Regions from separate parts of the Rattus norvegicus genome. Here region 1 is linked to region 2. The links are chromatin contacts, called in public Hi-C maps. All regions are on one chromosome and are shown on one strand. Each heading gives the region's core, a stretch centred on a gene start, on an enhancer-like site or on the middle of the called end of the contact. The rest is flanking DNA. Distances are from core to core; before and after follow the strand shown. Region 1 holds the start of LOC134479342. Region 2 has its middle 280 kb from the start of Lratd1.

Region 1 (3,093 bases), core at 329-2,828, 280 kb after region 2:
CTCTTGCCCAAAGGAAGGAGCTTCACATAACCTTCACGTTTTGAAAGACACACATTCTGTCCTGCTTCTAAGAGCGCTTCCCTGTTCTCAGAAATAAACAGCAGGACAAGCTACAAAAGAGGGCCCCCGAATCCCATGAACTCTAGATTCCTTTCAAGGGGAATCAAGAGGTGAGGACAAGGGGGAGGGCAATGCAAAGATGAAATGGTAATGATATACAGCATAAAGAAAAGACCCCTCGTGGAACTTGCTAGCAATTTTCACCAAAGCAGCAGACCCTTGAACTGACAAAAATTCAGTATAATATACACACTAATGAACAGCTCCACCGTTGCAGGCCTGCTTTGTAAAGCCAGGAAAAAAAAAGTAATAACTATAATATCCCCCAAACAGAATTCTCATAAGAGTTGAGAAAAACCAGAGTGAAAGCAATGTCAGCTAAGGTCTTAGCTAAATTCCACTCCTAATGGCCCCCGGTATTTAAGCTATCATGGATTAAAGCCATGAAAATAAAAATTTCAATTTGAAATTTCATTAGCATGTTGCTAAAAATGATCAAGAGAAGCGTCGACACTGTAGGCTTTGTTGATATCGTTGGAAAACTGCTGTTTCATTTTACAAACAATCTCCACCTCCCCCCGCCTTCTAAGATCTTCTGGTTAGGAAAAGCCAAACTAAAGACACTGGCTAGGCTGTCCTAATGCTGGTTTCTGGAATGTTGTAGATCTTCCCTGCCTCCCTCTTCTTCAGTCCCTCAGAAAACAGGACTCTGTGAGTGAGGAGGGAAGCAATCATGGGCAAAAAGCCTCCTCCTTCCTAAGTTCAAGTGCCCACACACCAGGTGAATTAGCTCCTTTTCCGGAGCCGGCAAGCCCTCCTCTCCCAAAGAAGTGCTTCAGCCATTTTCCTCCCGGGACCCAGAAGGCTTTCTTTCTGGCAAGTGTTGGTCAAGCCGGGGATGGCATCTACTTCCAGTTGTACAAACGGGAAGCCAAACCTATCTAGCTCAGCCGGAAGCCTGGAATGCTTTGTCAGGAGACTCTGGGGCTGGAGAGCTGCAGGACAGTGCTGGGCAGCCTCAGGGTAACCTGGAGTCCCTGAAGTGCTCCCAAGTACACAGAGACAGGCTCGGTTTCATGGGAATTCTGATATCCCAGGACACACCACTCTCCACTCGGGAGTTGAATTGTGTCCCCAAAAGACTAATTCTCACCTCCGTCTGGTCTGTGTGTGCGCATCTGGGGATAGTGGTGACGGTTCCCTGTGACTAAGGATATTTGCCCTGTCTGCTGAAGAGTCACTGACCCTTGGCTCGCTGGAAAGGTAGTGTCCTTGCTCCCCTTTTGCCCACTCCCTCTTTCCCTTCACAACCCAGGGGAGAGGTGCAGGCTGGGTTACCCTGGCACGGTCACCAACACCCGGGCTGTCTTAGGGGTGTGCAGCTGCGCTCGCCCAGTGCGGGGGTTGGTTAGTTCTTGAAGCTTCTAGACGCTGGTCCTGGGCGGGCGCGTTAGGGGGGCGTGGAGTGCAGAACTGCGGGGACTGGAAGGGAGCTCCGGGCGTGGGAACTGGCGCGCCGGGCGGTCCCTCGGAGGCTACTCCTTGTCATCCACAAAGTCCTCAAGCTCCTGAAGCACTCGAAGGCGGCCACTGGCGTCTATGCGACGCTTCTCGCGGATGAGGTCCTCCAGGCTGTGGAACCGAGCCGTATGGACTTTGTTCTCCTCTAGATGCACCTTGAGATAATACTGCTGTTGCGGAGGCTGCGTTCCTGCGGGAACCTCCCCTCCAGCCTTGAACTCGCGCTTTCCAAAGCGGCACCAGGCAGCGAAGCTCTCGGAGTTCGTCCAGCAGATCTCCTCGCTCTTGAGGCCCAGGTGGCCACAGGCGTTCTGCACCACCAACTCGGCCACCAGCGGGCGGTAGCGGTACCAGCTATTCACCACCCGGCCCACGTTGGCCGCGCCCGCCTGGTACAGGCTGTCCTGGCGGATCTCGCCTTGGTGCAGGTGGATGATCTGCCCGCCGCCCACGTAGACGGCCCAGTGAGGGGCTGGCGCGGGCTGCTCGGTCGCCGGCTGTAGCCACAAGAGCTCTAGCAGATCGCCCGGCTCGCAGATCGCGGGCAGCGCAGTGACCGCGTATACACTCAAGTCGGCGCCCTGAGGGCCGCCGGTCACTTTGGAAAAGATGCATTCCTGGCCTCGGAAGGCGGAGAACTGAGTCTCGTTGAGGACGAGCTGGTGCAGCAGGTGGTGATGGTGGCGGCTGGGGCTCTCTGGGCAAGGGCTACAACCTGGAGGGCCCTTCACACCAAACTTGTCCGGCTGCCCGCGTTCGTCCAGGTCCTCCTCCTCATCCGAGAAGAAGTAGGCAACCCCGACTCGCAGCTCGTCCTTCTCAATCCCAGATGGGTCCCCAGTGGGCAACTCGCTGTAGTTGAGGTGGGTGATGCGATCCAGTTGGTTGCCCATCAATGACGCGGCGAGGCCAGGGCCAGGAACTGAGATCTGCCGAGGGAGAGAGGATAGACACCATCAGAGTCCGGAATGACCCTCCTGGTGTCCCCTGCCCAAGGAGTTCAGTTCCCCAAGTGCCTGCAGCTTGTCTAATCACCGGCACTGAAGTCGCCTGCAACAGCCAACTTTGCAGATACTCCCTGGGGGAAAAAAGGGAGGGGGGGGGGACAGAAGAAAGCACCAGTCTCAGGGGCCAGAGCAGACACTATACCAGCTCAGCCAGCCTCTGACTCTGCCCAGGAACCCTGCCCCGTAACTTCCACAGGAGAAACCGCAGGCGGGCTAGAGAGCATGTAAGGTTCAAGTGGGCGAAGAGAGCGCAGGTTGTGGCAGGGTAGGAGATGGTTACCCAGAAGGAAGAGAAGAGTGTCAAGAGAAGCCCCAAGGACCGAAGCTAGAGCAAGCTGAGCTCATTGTGGTCGCCATCCTCTGCAGCCCACCTACTCGTTTTGGACTGGGTCACACCCCATCCCTTACAGCGCCTTGCACAATGACAGACTGGTTTGCAGGCATTCAATTGACATCAGCAACATTTTGCACACTTGGAGTCCAGACACTGACAAGCTGGTACATA
Region 2 (2,855 bases), core at 167-2,666:
TTTCTGAATTTGTGCTTCCTGAACAAAAATTATTCTGAAGTTGTGGAATCATTAAACTAGGGTGGAGACAAGAGCGGGGGCAATCAATATCTCATTACATCTCCAGGGGTTTCTAAAGCAGTGGATACGGGAGAAGAGATGCTCTTAAGAAGAAAAATGGTGCACATAAACGGCTCGGTAAAATAAGGGATTCCACATTTTACTTAGAAAAAAAAACATAGTGTACATTTTAGTGGAGAAAAGTGGATATTTAAATAATTTATCAAACTTCTTTCCTTGGGGAAAATGCAGCATGATAACATCTCCATAACTCTCCAGAATGGACTCCATTTTTAGTTTCCATAAGTAGGAAAGGGCCGGAAGTATGAAAGACTGAAAAAGACAACGGAGAAAACTGAGCTCGCACTCAGAAGTCCCTTTCCATTTTATCACCATCCTGGCAGCAATGGAGACAGTCACACCAGACGCTTGTGCCCCGGGGCTTGACTATCAGACTACCGGAACCGGGGATCCCCAAAGCGAACTTTCCCCAGGAGTGTCATGCTAGCGAAGGAAAAACCTGAGGCTCTTGTATCTACCTGAAGGGGAGCTATCTCCTGGAAAAAGGATTTCACGCAGCTCTGACAACTTGTTATATCACTTTGCAGGAGAGACCGTGCTGCGATGATAGGTGGGGTGACACCTTGACAAAGACGGCTTAGTTATAAATACTCTGACTCTTTATTTGGACCTAAACTTCAAATTTTAATACCAAAGATTGATGGGGGTGTGTGTGTCACTGCTCCTCTCTTCCCTCTTCCAAATGTGTTCACATAAATATACTCCCATTTCTTTCTTTTAACTCTTGTTTGTTGAATTGATGAGTTAAGGTTAAGTGGCCTATTGTGGCTCACTTCTGAGCACAACAATTCTGGTCACTGCTAGTTGAATGATATCAGGCCAATTTCCTTCACAGAGGTCTAGGTTTCTGCTTGGGAGGGACGAGGGGAAGGAGGATACATTCAGGCACTTGGGAGTCACATGATTTGCAAGGTCCAAGTCCACTTCCCTGCGTACCACAGAAACTTCCGATCAGGGCTTACAAATCTCTGAACCTTTTATTTATGTGTGTATGAATTTTGTGAAGTTGTATAACAACACAGAACCTCTGAGGTAAAATGCTTATACATTGTCCGCAGTGTTGTCATGTACAGCGAAGGACAGGAGCATACTGTGGTACATTATCCTCCACCTCCTCAAGGGTCTGAAGATTCTGCTGACCGACAGGCCCGGCTGGAGACCTCCCACCCCCTAACTGAGGGCCTGCGAGATCGGGAAGATAGTGGTGGCTGCTGTGGCTGCTGCAGTACTGATGAACAGTCACACAGTCCCTGTGTGACGCGTTGCGATTCTCACACAAGATCTGAGTCAAAAGAAGTGGCGAGAGCACTCCGCAGAGCTTTTCTTAGCAGCTAATTGGTTTGTGGTGCTCAGGATGAGCTTCCAGATATATGCTGTGAACCTCCCCCAGAATGCTGAGGAAAATGTGTTCTGTGTAGGAGGATAGGAAGGAGAATGACTAAGGAAAAGATTGTATTGCCACGAGAAACAGAATAAAACTGCTCTTTAATTTCAAACACTATATGATCAAGCTTAAAAAGCTTGATATTGAGAATATAATGAATGTTGGTATTATTAGCATACAGCACAGCATCTTAGCTGAGCTGAAGAAGGATGTCTGACACCTTGGAGGGTCAGGATGAGGTAAACCCCCTCCCCACACGTGTCGTAAAGCCTTGTGGGAAATCCTCACTCATTACACTGTTGAGACTTAGATAGAAAGGCCAATTCCTTTAACTTACACTATGGCATTAGTGATTTCTAGAACAACTTTTTCTACCACCATTGTGTTGTTTGTTTGTTTGTTTGTTTGTCTGGTAAAAGAGAGTTGAGGTTTGTTTGTTTGTTTTTTGGTTTTCTTTTTCTATTCTTAGCATATAACTTCTTACCAAATTAATATTTACGTAGTACAACAATAAAAGCAATGCGTCTAGCAACAAAGTCACACAGCAGTTCCTCATTTCCCTCCGCCATGCCCTAAGATCTGCCTCCGAGAATGAGCTTCTTTTCACTGTATTGGATACTTATTTTAGAATTTCTTTCCTTATTTCTATATAATGTACTTACCATTCCATGTTTTTTTTTTCTGTTAAGTGATATATTGCACATTGACTTTCTCGTGTGAAATAAAGGGTTTAGCAGTCTCATGTCTCCTCTCTGTGCTTATAGCATTCAACCTCTCTCCTCTGCTTGCCTCAGTGTCACACATTCCAGGCTTGTGTTAAATCCACCTTCACTGTTAAAATCTTTTAGTCTTATGTAACACTGCTCTAAGAGGATCTATATAACTTTCTACGTGTCATTTTTATTCATACAATTTCCAACTTTTCTTTGAGTTCATCATGACTCTCTTCTATTGCTAACTTTGCTATGGAGTGACTGTTAGCCATTCTTAATTCTTAAATTTTACAGGGAGTCAAGCATAGTAGTTATGGGTTCCAGCCCTGTTCCTGGCTGCACGTATGCCCGCTCCAGTTTAGATACATCTCTGACATTGGTGGACTTACCTTCCACTCATCAGGGACATACTTTTGTATGATTCCCTGTTTTCTGGATCCTACATACTCTTATTGCTTGGCTTACTTTCTCCTGTTTGTGGAACACATACTTTAGTGGCTTTTTGAGTAAAGCACGTATAAGATTTATTTTTCTAGTCTCTACAAGGCTAAGGGTAGCTAAAATATGACCGATGATATAGTCTTAAATTTTGGAATCATGAAATACTCTCCCAAGTAATCTTTAGATGCTGGGTAAAA

Evidence for each region. Hi-C and Micro-C count contacts between places; a contact is called where the count stands out from the background.
Region 1: a Hi-C map of frontal cortex shows a contact between it and region 2, with 2.7 times the contacts expected there. The contact joins the promoter of LOC134479342 here to the enhancer-like site in region 2. A contact is called at or near these places in 2 of 12 Hi-C or Micro-C datasets (frontal cortex and prefrontal cortex).

Annotation. Positions count from the first base shown.
Region 1 is chr6:42,647,157-42,650,249 of GRCr8, forward strand. LOC134479342 reads left to right here and starts at 1,579. Exons shown (of 4, transcript XM_063262745.1): 1 at 1,579-3,093. Lratd1 (LRAT domain containing 1) reads right to left here. Exons shown (of 4, transcript NM_001127299.1): 3 at 2,985-3,083; 4 at 1-2,510. The coding sequence starts at 3,032. The coding sequence ends at 1,596.
Region 2 is chr6:42,369,150-42,372,004 of GRCr8, forward strand. No RefSeq gene overlaps it. Among named protein-coding and RNA genes, the nearest start is that of Lratd1, 280 kb to the right of the region's middle. Within about 2 kb of position 1,417, at least 16 of the 93 cell types and tissues checked have an H3K27ac peak or open chromatin away from gene starts, as enhancers often do. A contact at or near this core is called in prefrontal cortex, where this site is marked.